Linked DNA regions of Mus musculus: all the other regions are linked to region 1. The links are chromatin contacts, called in public HiChIP or PLAC-seq maps. All regions are on one chromosome and are shown on one strand. Each heading gives the region's core, a stretch centred on a gene start, on an enhancer-like site or on the middle of the called end of the contact. The rest is flanking DNA. Distances are from core to core; before and after follow the strand shown. Region 1 overlaps Magi3 (membrane associated guanylate kinase, WW and PDZ domain containing 3). Region 2 has its middle 12 kb from the start of Gm5546. Region 3 has its middle 41 kb from the start of Gm5546.

Region 1 (3,289 bases), core at 399-2,898:
ATTTTTAGAGTCAACTCAAAAGCTCATTTTTAGTTATGATAAAATATGAACTTATTAGCAGAAGAAATAAATTTAAGAATACTGAAAAGACCAAACATTTGGTTTTTTTCACCCATATTTTCTACATTTACATAAGTAAATCCATTTGAAATGTCATGAGAATAATATCTCAAATGTAAAAGGAAACAAGTTGGCCAAGTCTAGACTTAAATATACGTAAATCTCTCATAGAAATCCATAGAAGGTAGATAAATAGATAAAAAGTAGGTATATAGATTGAACAGAAGCGCCTTATCAAACATAGCATTTTAACAATTTGCAGGAGATTACAGGGGACAGATTTGTGTGGTGTGAGCATATCCACATGTGGAGGCCAGAGATCAATGCCAGGTATCTGCCTCTATGGCTTGCCACCTTCCATTTCAAGTTAGAGACTCTCACCGAATCTGGATTTGCCAATTCAGCTTGACTAGCTGAGCAGAAATCTCTGTTGTCTTTACTCTCCCAGGGCCAGAGCCACAGACATGCTACTACTCCCACCTTTTATATGGGTGCTGGTGATAAAACTCAGGCCCCTTTTACAGCAAGCACTTTACCCATGAGCTACCCCTCAAGCCCTAAAATGTTTGATTTAAAAAAAAAACTGCATTTTTCACATTGAGAAATAAAAAACCACAGTTCTAATAAAACAATAATATAGAAAACACAATAGACAATTTCTAAAAATTAATTTTATGGTAGAACTTCATTATGATGCCATAGAAACAGCATGAGTAAAATTACATTCTTCATATGAAAAGATAATTGAATAGTATTCACTGGTAATGGGAAATAAAAATTTAGCCTAATTGCAGTAAAAGGAATTATAAGAAAATAAAAATAATAATGGCATTAGCCATTTTAGGGTTACTAGTAAATATTCTTAAATAGTTTTAAATTTGTATGTGATTTTGATGTTTAGGGGCTAGAAAAAAATCTAGATCTTAAAATAACAATTTGACAATAAAAATCCTTTTGTCAGAGAATTTTGGTAAATATGCAAGCAATTATAATAATTAATAGTAATAATAATAAAACTTCACAAAGACTCTCTAGTGTAATCTTAGGATTGCTTAAGTGAAAATGGAATAGCTTCTAAATAATACTATAATTCATTCATTTGTGTAATTTCCTCCCATTCATTTTTAAGAGAAAAAATTTTAAAAATGTTCTCCACATAACTTATGCATAATAGTTTTCCTGTTTCAAAATAGCAGTGACAGCATCCAACAAGGAATCTTGAAGGGTGTTTTCTCAAAAAATTAAAATTAAAAAATCAATCATTTTCTCAGTAGGAAGGATCAATGTAGGATAAGGACAGATCAATACAGCTTATTTATTTCCTTCTGCTCTGATCCTAGGTGTGGCTTCACTTTTGCACTACAGAATATACTTTCTGCATACAATAAAATGTGACACAGGTCTATTAAAAGGAAGAAGGAAAAGAATTTCATGTTTATTTGTCCATGATGAAAGGAACAAGGGTGCATCAGCACTCACTATGCTCCCATTGCCAACCTTCTAAATGGTAGATGAGCAGCTGTGTTTCTCACACCTCCAGTTATCAGAAATTAGTGCAGCTGACTGGGAACTGTAACAGTCCTCTCCAGTTCAGTTAAACAGGGCGAGCCGTGGCAGCTTCACGGTGTATTTACTTATCACCTTGGAGGACTTTGGAGCCTGCGGAGAAAAACAGCCAGGCTGGCCAGATGCCCTGGATTGCAAATGTTTGACCAAAGGGGTTAAAACACTGACATGAAAACTTTAAAAGAAAAGTGGTTACCCTTAAGTTTTCTTCCCATCACCTCATTAAATCTATCTTTGTCTTTCTTTCCTTTTAACAAAATATTGCAATGGACACTCCATGTTTGCATGCCATATTTCTTTTCTTTTTAACATATCTTTTCACAAATTCACAAGAGTTGAGGAAGAACTGACATTAGGAAAATGGCTGTAAAGGTCCTTGCTGCTAAGCCTGAAGACCTGAGCTTGATCCTTGTAACCCACATGTGCTAGAGGGTTGTTTCCTCAAAAAGTAGAAGAGAGAATAATAAGGTCTGTTGTCCTGAAATGAAGAGTTAGCCTCTTCATCTGAAGTTATAAAGGTGCTAGTAGTCTCCTCATGTGCAAAACAGGGAAAAACACTTTTTGCTATCTTATAGGACCATTTGAAGATGAAAATGTTTAATATATTAAAATACTTAAAACAATAATTTATATGGGGCTAAAAAAATCCTTTTTGTGAGCGCCAAAGCAAGCCCTAAGAAAATATAAAAACCAAAATAATTGGGGTAATAAACAATTATTTGAAGCAGGAGAGGGGAAGGGACCATAAAGCTTGAACAAGTTTTAAAAAGAAAAGTCTTGGTCACTAGCCTTCTTTTTAAATTTCCTGGTTTTTTAGTACCCTCAATTAAAGGGTTTTGCAGAATATTGAAAATACACTCAAATTATAAAATATTTGTTTTCTGTGACTCTAAATTGGACCTAATTTAAATATCTTCATTGTCTTTCTCATGATTCTTAAGCTCTATCTTTGAAATATGACACTGGACTCTCTTCTTGATAATTTCGTTACTACTGTACTAATCAACTATCATCGTCTCTTAGTAGAGTAAGATAGTCCTCCTTGCTTTTCCCTACCCCCTATAGTCAAATTCCCACACAGCAGCCAGAACGAGCTTTCTTAAGCCCAAATTAGTATAGCTTTCAGGGCACACAACAATCCTCTGTCCATAATGCTTTAGGGACATCTACTCTTGTTCCTACTTCTGTCCTCTTTTACCTCGTTAAAACACTCTATTTCCTTCACAGAATTCACATGATTGTTTTATTACAGAATTATTACATAATATTTTACATAACTATTATGATATTTGGATTCATTAAGACAGAATTTATACATCTTACTTATCATTATAAGATCTATAATACCTGCCATAAAAGCTTCAATATACATAGATTAATATATTCTACAATATTGAAGTAAAATGAAAAATATACATCTTCCTGCTGAAAATAATAATGATAATAATAATAATAGTAATACAGGCAAACAAAGTATGGTTTAAGGAATACTTTAGTCTTGCTTTTCTCTTTAAGTTCTATTCTAGTATATAATGTTCTGTGGTGACATCTCATGTTAACTACATACTACTCATTTTCTATGTTGTTATATACTACTAGTAGTCTATGATCACGTAAATGTATAGAAACACATACATAAACCCACAAAAGGTTTTTTCTCTTT
Region 2 (3,289 bases), core at 360-2,859, 230 kb after region 1:
GATCAGGCTGTTATACGAATACCCTACCCTGGTACCAATTTGTCTTAGTCAGGGTTTCTATTGCTGCAGTGAAACACCACAACCAAGAGGCAAGTTGAAGAGGAAAGGGTTTATTCAGCTTACACTTCCACATTGCTGTTCATCACCAAAGGAAGTCAGGACTGGAACTCACACAGGGTAGGAACCTGTAGGCAGTAGCTGGTGCAGAGGCCATGGACGAGTACTGCTTACTGGATTGCTTCCCCTCCCTTGCTCAGCTTGCTTTCTTATAGAACCCAGGACCACCAGCCCAGTAATGGCACCACTAACAATGGGCTGGATCTTCCCCAACACCCCCCGGATCACTAATTGAGAAAATACTTTACAGCTGGATCTCATGGAGACATTTCCTTAACAAAGGCTCCTTTCTCTGTGATAACTCCAGCTAGTATCAAGTTGACACACAAAACCACAGTACACAGTGTAACCCACCTGCCTATCTGTCACAGGGACTTTGAAAGGTCTCTTTTAGAGGAGCTATTAAAAGTTCTAGGGTAGCACAGAAATGAGCCAAGAAGTAAAGGGACTCGGGAATTCCTGGGACAGTCCTGGGTGGCCAGCAACACATGCTGAAGAACGGTGGGGGTAGAAGTGGGCCCTTCTGAAGAGACTCATGGCAGCATCCTCAGTACTGGGCTATTCTACCCATCAGCACCACCTAACCCTGTTGGGTGAACTGCCTCTTTGAAGCCTGGACAATGCATTTTCCTGGGGACTTCTCTTATTTCTTGTAAAGTCATGACTGCTCATTCTGAGATTGGTTGGTTGAGATAAGGGCATCTTACTGCATTGCCCAGGTCTCATACTCCTGAGTGTAAACTACCTGCACTACAGGCATATGCCACCACAGCCAGCTTTTTTTCCTTCTAATGGAATATTTCCAACATGTCTAAGAGAAAACAGGGCTAGAGAGATGATTCAGTAAGAGCACGTAACGTGCAAACATGAAAATCTGAATTTAAATCTACAACATACACATAAAAAAGGCAGGCTTGCTGTGCATTTCTGTAACCCCAGCACAGTAAAGCAGAGAGAGGTGGATCCTGGAAGATGCTTGATCCGTCAAGGGCAAGCTTCAGATTCAGTGAGAGAGCCTGTCTCAAGGCAAATAGGCAAGAGTAAAATTTGACCTCCAACATGTGCATGTGCTTGTGTGTATGAACCCACACACTCACATGCATGGATCTCTCTCTCTCTCTCTCTTTCTCTCTCTCTCTCTCTCTCTCTCTCTCTCACACACACACACACACACACACACACACATTCCTTGTATCTATCAGACTTCAATGATGGCCAATTAATGCTCCATCCCGTTTACCTTGGACCCATGCACACTTTCCTGATCCCATGGGCCACTCTGAAGTAAACCCTAGTTGGCATGCCCACTATTTGAATTTCAGCATGGATCTCAAAGGACTCTTTGCAAAATTGTAACCTTGATCATGTCGGTCACTGCCCAGAAAGCCACTCAGGCACTTCAGACACTTCATCACCTCTCACATTCCCCAGATGCCTGGTAAAGAGTGCTCTCAAAATTCCTTGCCTGAAGGAGATAGGAATAATATTTACCCTCTTCCCCCCCAAGGACATAAGGACAAACCAAAGTATGATTTCACCCTTAGGCTTCCTGGGGAGCCAATGAGTTTATTGGGCTTATTTACAGAGTATGGATGACTCCAAAACAGTGACACCTGAAGGCCTTCACCTAGTATGGATGATGGCTTCCTCACTGCACATGCGTGGAGTTATCACCTCCCTTCATAGTCTTCCTCGAGACTCTTAAGGTCAGCTGCAGTTAGGACAGAATTGTGTGCAAATGCGTTGAGTAGCTGGATACTCAGGTGAGGGGCAATGACTCTTCCCACCCCCATCTTCTAAGAGGAGGTGCCAACAGTTCACAAGTTGGGTGGTTGTTTCACAGCTGATACAATTAGGATGGTGGCAGTTTGAGAAGATGGCACATTACAGGAGCCTTTAAAATGAGGTTTGCAAATGTTCTTTACAGTGAGTCATTGGTTTGGTTAGAGGCATCTGCAAGAAAAGCCGGGCAAATGGTATACTGTATGACACACTACAGCCTCCCAGACAAGATTTATTTATTTGTTTTCTTTTGGGGAGGAGTTGCAAGGACAGAGGGTGGATATGGAGGGATGGGGAGATTAGTGGGATTAGGGTGCATGGTGTGAAATTCACAAAGAATCAATAAAAAAAAGTGGTTTGCTTGTTTGCATCCGCAGCCAAATCAAATTCACCAATTGCTGTTGGTTAGCATCTCTTTCCATTGTCTTCTAATTTAAACACCCCTCTTTCAAATCTTCTTTTGAAATCTTCTTTTCCTTGAATTTTTTTTTCTGTATATAAATTAGATTGCCCTGTGAAATCCCCCAATCTGGACTGTGCTCATCACGTCTACGCTTCAGTGACTTGCCATGTCCCTGTTTGTGGTAGTAAGGTCTAGCACCTCCATCAGGTTCAAATAAACACGGTCTACTTTTGTTGGTGGGGTTGGAAGTACCTAAGGTGTGGTTGAGTCTCCCATAACATCACAAGCCGCTGATGCTGGATGCCTGGTGGTTCTTCAGTGGGAACATGACGTCATTTGTCTCATTCCCCCACCCATGGATGATCTGTAAAGCTTCTCCAAAGGGGACCTTCTTTCAGTAGCCATTTTGTGACACTGAAGTCCAGTTCACAAAAAAAATCAACTTGCCCAGCTTGCCCAGCACCAGTCCTGGCGGGGTGGGGGGGTGGGGGTGGGGGGGTGGGGGGTGGGAGGGTAGGTAGGGGCTGGGGTGCTGAGGCCCAGGTGCTTGTCATCGGAGCTCCTTCTCCATGTCCCCAGGGTTAAGCTCATCCCACTTCCACAGCAGCCGTGGAAAGGTTAAAGGAGATCCTGCACAGCATGCAAGCACTCTGTAGGCTGAATGGCGGTCCTTATCTTCACTTATTTCCTAAAAGGCACCCAGTAGGCTTGCCTGGAGGATCGTGGGCGGGACTAGGCTGTCATCACTTGTTTGACAAGAGGCTCAAGGCAGTTATTGGTGGAGCTGTTTCCAAGGCGAGCCCTGGCACCACACAGCACAGTTTCTTCGTGCTTGCTACAATTACCTACAATCTGCTCAGCACAGAAGATGCATGGGATCCAAGCAAGGCAACACCACGGTCATCTGTAACTAAGACAGTCCCCAAACAACACCAGGAGGAAGACGGGGCTTAGAAGTCCTCTTTAAGTGCACATGTAGTCCCAAAC
Region 3 (3,289 bases), core at 200-2,699, 180 kb after region 1:
CACAACGGCAGCAGCAATGTACATGCAAAGGATTTGCCAGAGTTACTCCTGGGAAAGGGTCCCAGAGCTCCCTGAGGAAGTAATGAACCTCATTATCAACTCTCACGCTGTCACAACAATGGAAGCTGCCTTTTCAGGACTCCATGTTAAGGAGGCTTCCAGAAGAAAACCTTCTGAGAGAATTAGTACTCTAGTGCACTCAGAGAGTGCTTGGCTAGACAGAAACAGCAAAGCATGGGCATCACTGTTTTGTCCAAAGCAGTTGAAAAAAAATTTCAAGATGGAGACAATCTCTGGGGCTCTGTAGACAGAGTTCAAGACCCCAGCCCTCTGTATTAGCAACGTGAACTCTAGCCAGCTAAGTGTTTTAAACCTCAATGTCCATGTTTGTAAGATGGAGATAAGATTTACTACCCACCTCACAGAGTGGTCCAAATCTTAAGCCAGGAGCTGAAAACTGTGATTTAGAAATGTTACTTACGAGAACCATCTTGTTAGCATTCTCTCTACTCTAGGGCTGGGATGACCCATTGAACTAACTGAAGCCAATACGTCTTGCTCCCTTCGTATCCTAAGTCCTTCAGAAGAGTCCTAATTGAAGTTGTATATTAAATATCTAGGTAGGTCTATGTACATATTGGCTTCTATTTTTTTTAATGCACAAGTATTTTAACTGACACATAAAAACGTAAGCTTTATATATGTATGGAGTACCACACAACATTTTGAGACATATGAGTTGTGTAGTGTTTAAATGAGGGCAAACACTTCAGTCTACTCACCTAACATTTATGGTGAAAACATTCAAAACTCTCTCTGCCAGCTCTTTGAAATACACTATGCATTGCTGTTATCTGCAGTCACCCTACTGTGCACAGTCACCCTACTGTGCACACCAGAGCGGCTTGCTCCTGTCTAACTCTACACTCCTATTTTTACAGTGGGTTTGATTTTATAATTGGGGTAATACCTCAACACATAGACAGTGCTCTCTTGGCACTAATAAGTCTATAAAAAGGTTACGTCTCTGCTCTGTGTCTACAATTCTCTGACAGGTCTTCTTCCTGGTAATAGGTTTGCCCTTAAATCTTCCCTGGTAGATCTTGTTTTCAGAAAAGAAAGGATATTGGTGTTTAATATATATGATGGATTTTTAAAAAACAGTAACAGTCCCAAATAGATCCTGTCTCCCACCCTCACATATTTGAGCTGTTCCCTCCCACCTTGGCTCTGGACTTGGCCACTTGAGTTGGCCTATGGGATCATTATCAAATTTGACAGAAGCAGGGGCTGGACACGGACTTGCCAATTGAGCTTGACTCGTTCTTGTTGTTGAGAACTTTCTGGCAGTAGGTGAAGAAACACAAGCCAGCCTGCTGGAGAGAACAACCTAGACACCAGCCAGAACCCCCTCACCCCAACCCCCATCCACACGAGCAAAGGCATTGTAGGCTTCCAGCCCCGTCTGAGTTGCCAGCTGCCTGCAGCCGCATGAATGGCTCTGATGAAACCAGCCCCCGAATGTCCAGCTGCATCTAGCCCTCGCTGCTGACCTGCAGAATAATGAACTGATAAAACGGCTGTTGTTCTTAGCTACCAAGTGCTGGAGGGGTTTGTCAAAGCAGATAACAGATAAACTTAAATTTTATAGATACAGTAGCAGTTATTTCTGCCCTCCTGTTTATGCTTCTAGAAGAAGCTTTTGTCGCATGATAAGACATGGAGATCTGTTTGTGGAAAGTCCAGAGAGACCCACGCCTGTGGCCCTCCCCCTTTTCCTTTTAGTTGATTTTGGATAATCCAGAATAGAAGCTCTGCCTGTGAAATTTTTGAGAAGTGTAGCAGAACCGTCAGCTAAACAAAGTGAGAGTCTCTGAATAGCAAGAGAGAGATTAGCTGGCAGCAGGAATGTGCTCCACTCCTGGGAATAACTTCCTGACACCACTCTGCATATCACAGTGCCAATCCCTCGTCTTGATACTTAGCATGCACAGTCACACAGGCATACTCAGTAGTTATTGAAGAATGCCGATTTTCACCTGGTGAATGGATGTCGCTAAGTGGCTGAATAGATTCTAGAGATGCAGTTAAGGGAAATGGCTGCTAACCTATAACAAGGAAGTGGGTGGGGAATGGACTTTGAAAGACTCTGGAGAAGCTTAAAAAAATAATGAGAAACAAGAGGAATAGACACACTCAAAGCAGAGAGACTCCGATTTCTCTGTGGTTCTGGCCCACCAGGCAGGTAACAAATAACTATGAATAGTCAACTTCACTAAATAAACAAACAATGCAAACTCCTTGGAAGGAGGTCAGGTTCTCAAATTAAGGTCACCAAAATTGCCAGTGTAATATACGAGGGATGTAGAGAGATAAACTGAAATGTTCAGGATCCAATTGGGAAACCCACATTCCATTAAACACTCCTCACAGAGATCTAGAAGAACTATTTGTTAAATATTTTGTTCTAGAGGAGAGACACCGCAGAGATTTGAACTAATGCTGGGGATGACAAAGAGGATAATGGACGAGAGAGAGAGAGAGAGAGAGAGAGAGAGAGAGAGAGAGAAATGGGGGAACACTTTGGCTTCATTCTGCTTCCTCAAACAATCACAAACTAACCCCCCCCCTCCATGGGGGAATTCCTGAGATACAGGAAGACTCCCCATCATGAATAAGAATATTTAAAAATCTTAAATACCACCTAAAGTAGCAAGGCCACTGTTGGTTTTTAAGATTTATTCTTTCTTCTTATGGCAACAACCCTCCTCTCTTCACACCCTGATGCTTGGATGGAAACTGGGTCCTGTGGTTGGCATGTGACCATCATTAAGCCACTGTGAGCCACTGACATTCACTAACGAGGGTCACAGGACCCTACTAGAACCAATGGAATGCTGTTAAACGTGGGTCTGTAGGAGGCTGGGGCTGGCGCCATCATGTTGGGCTCTGTGCACTTAGATTCTGGGATGGAAGCCAAGACAGTGGTGGAAGATGGCCACGTAAGGTGGAATTTGAGCTATGAAATCAGCCTCATCTGAAACCATGCTTACCCCTCAGATGTTTTGTTTCCATAGACCAACACATTCCATTGTTGCTTAAGTCAATTGCTTTCTGTCACTTGCTATCAGGAGAGCAGTGGGGGTCATCTCTTAATGGATTTCTCATCTGTAAAAATGGGAGACATTACTAGAAGAGAGCATCTATCTTCAGCCTGTAGTTCTGATTTTAAGAGAGTGAGGTTATAATATTCTACCAGACAAATGGTTTGTCCTGGTCATCGTCAATG

Evidence for each region. HiChIP or PLAC-seq counts read pairs in DNA pulled down with a chosen protein or histone mark.
Region 2: an H3K27ac HiChIP or PLAC-seq map of heart atrium shows a contact between it and region 1, with 6 times the contacts expected there. The contact joins two enhancer-like sites. A contact is called at or near these places in 7 of 39 promoter capture datasets (the HPC-7 cell line, cranial neural crest, frontonasal cranial neural crest and 3 more), 1 of 15 datasets of contacts at CTCF or cohesin (the NIH/3T3 cell line), 1 of 484 Hi-C or Micro-C datasets (liver) and 2 of 115 datasets of contacts at active chromatin or transcription factors (cardiomyocytes and heart atrium).
Region 3: an H3K27ac HiChIP or PLAC-seq map of heart atrium shows a contact between it and region 1, with 7 times the contacts expected there. The contact joins two enhancer-like sites. A contact is called at or near these places in 1 of 484 Hi-C or Micro-C datasets (nephron progenitors) and 3 of 115 datasets of contacts at active chromatin or transcription factors (embryonic stem cells and heart atrium).

Annotation. Positions count from the first base shown.
Region 1 is chr3:104,140,908-104,144,196 of GRCm38.p6, forward strand. The region is part of intron 1 of Magi3 (membrane associated guanylate kinase, WW and PDZ domain containing 3); the gene reads right to left. Among named protein-coding and RNA genes, the nearest start is that of Magi3, 78 kb to the right of the region's middle. Within about 2 kb of position 1,649, at least 25 of the 459 cell types and tissues checked have an H3K27ac peak or open chromatin away from gene starts, as enhancers often do. A contact at or near this core is called in heart atrium, where this site is marked.
Region 2 is chr3:104,371,037-104,374,325 of GRCm38.p6, forward strand. No RefSeq gene overlaps it. Among named protein-coding and RNA genes, the nearest start is that of Gm5546, 12 kb to the left of the region's middle. Within about 2 kb of position 1,610, at least 10 of the 459 cell types and tissues checked have an H3K27ac peak or open chromatin away from gene starts, as enhancers often do. A contact at or near this core is called in heart atrium, where this site is marked.
Region 3 is chr3:104,317,697-104,320,985 of GRCm38.p6, forward strand. No RefSeq gene overlaps it. Among named protein-coding and RNA genes, the nearest start is that of Gm5546, 41 kb to the right of the region's middle. Within about 2 kb of position 1,450, at least 61 of the 459 cell types and tissues checked have an H3K27ac peak or open chromatin away from gene starts, as enhancers often do. A contact at or near this core is called in heart atrium, where this site is marked.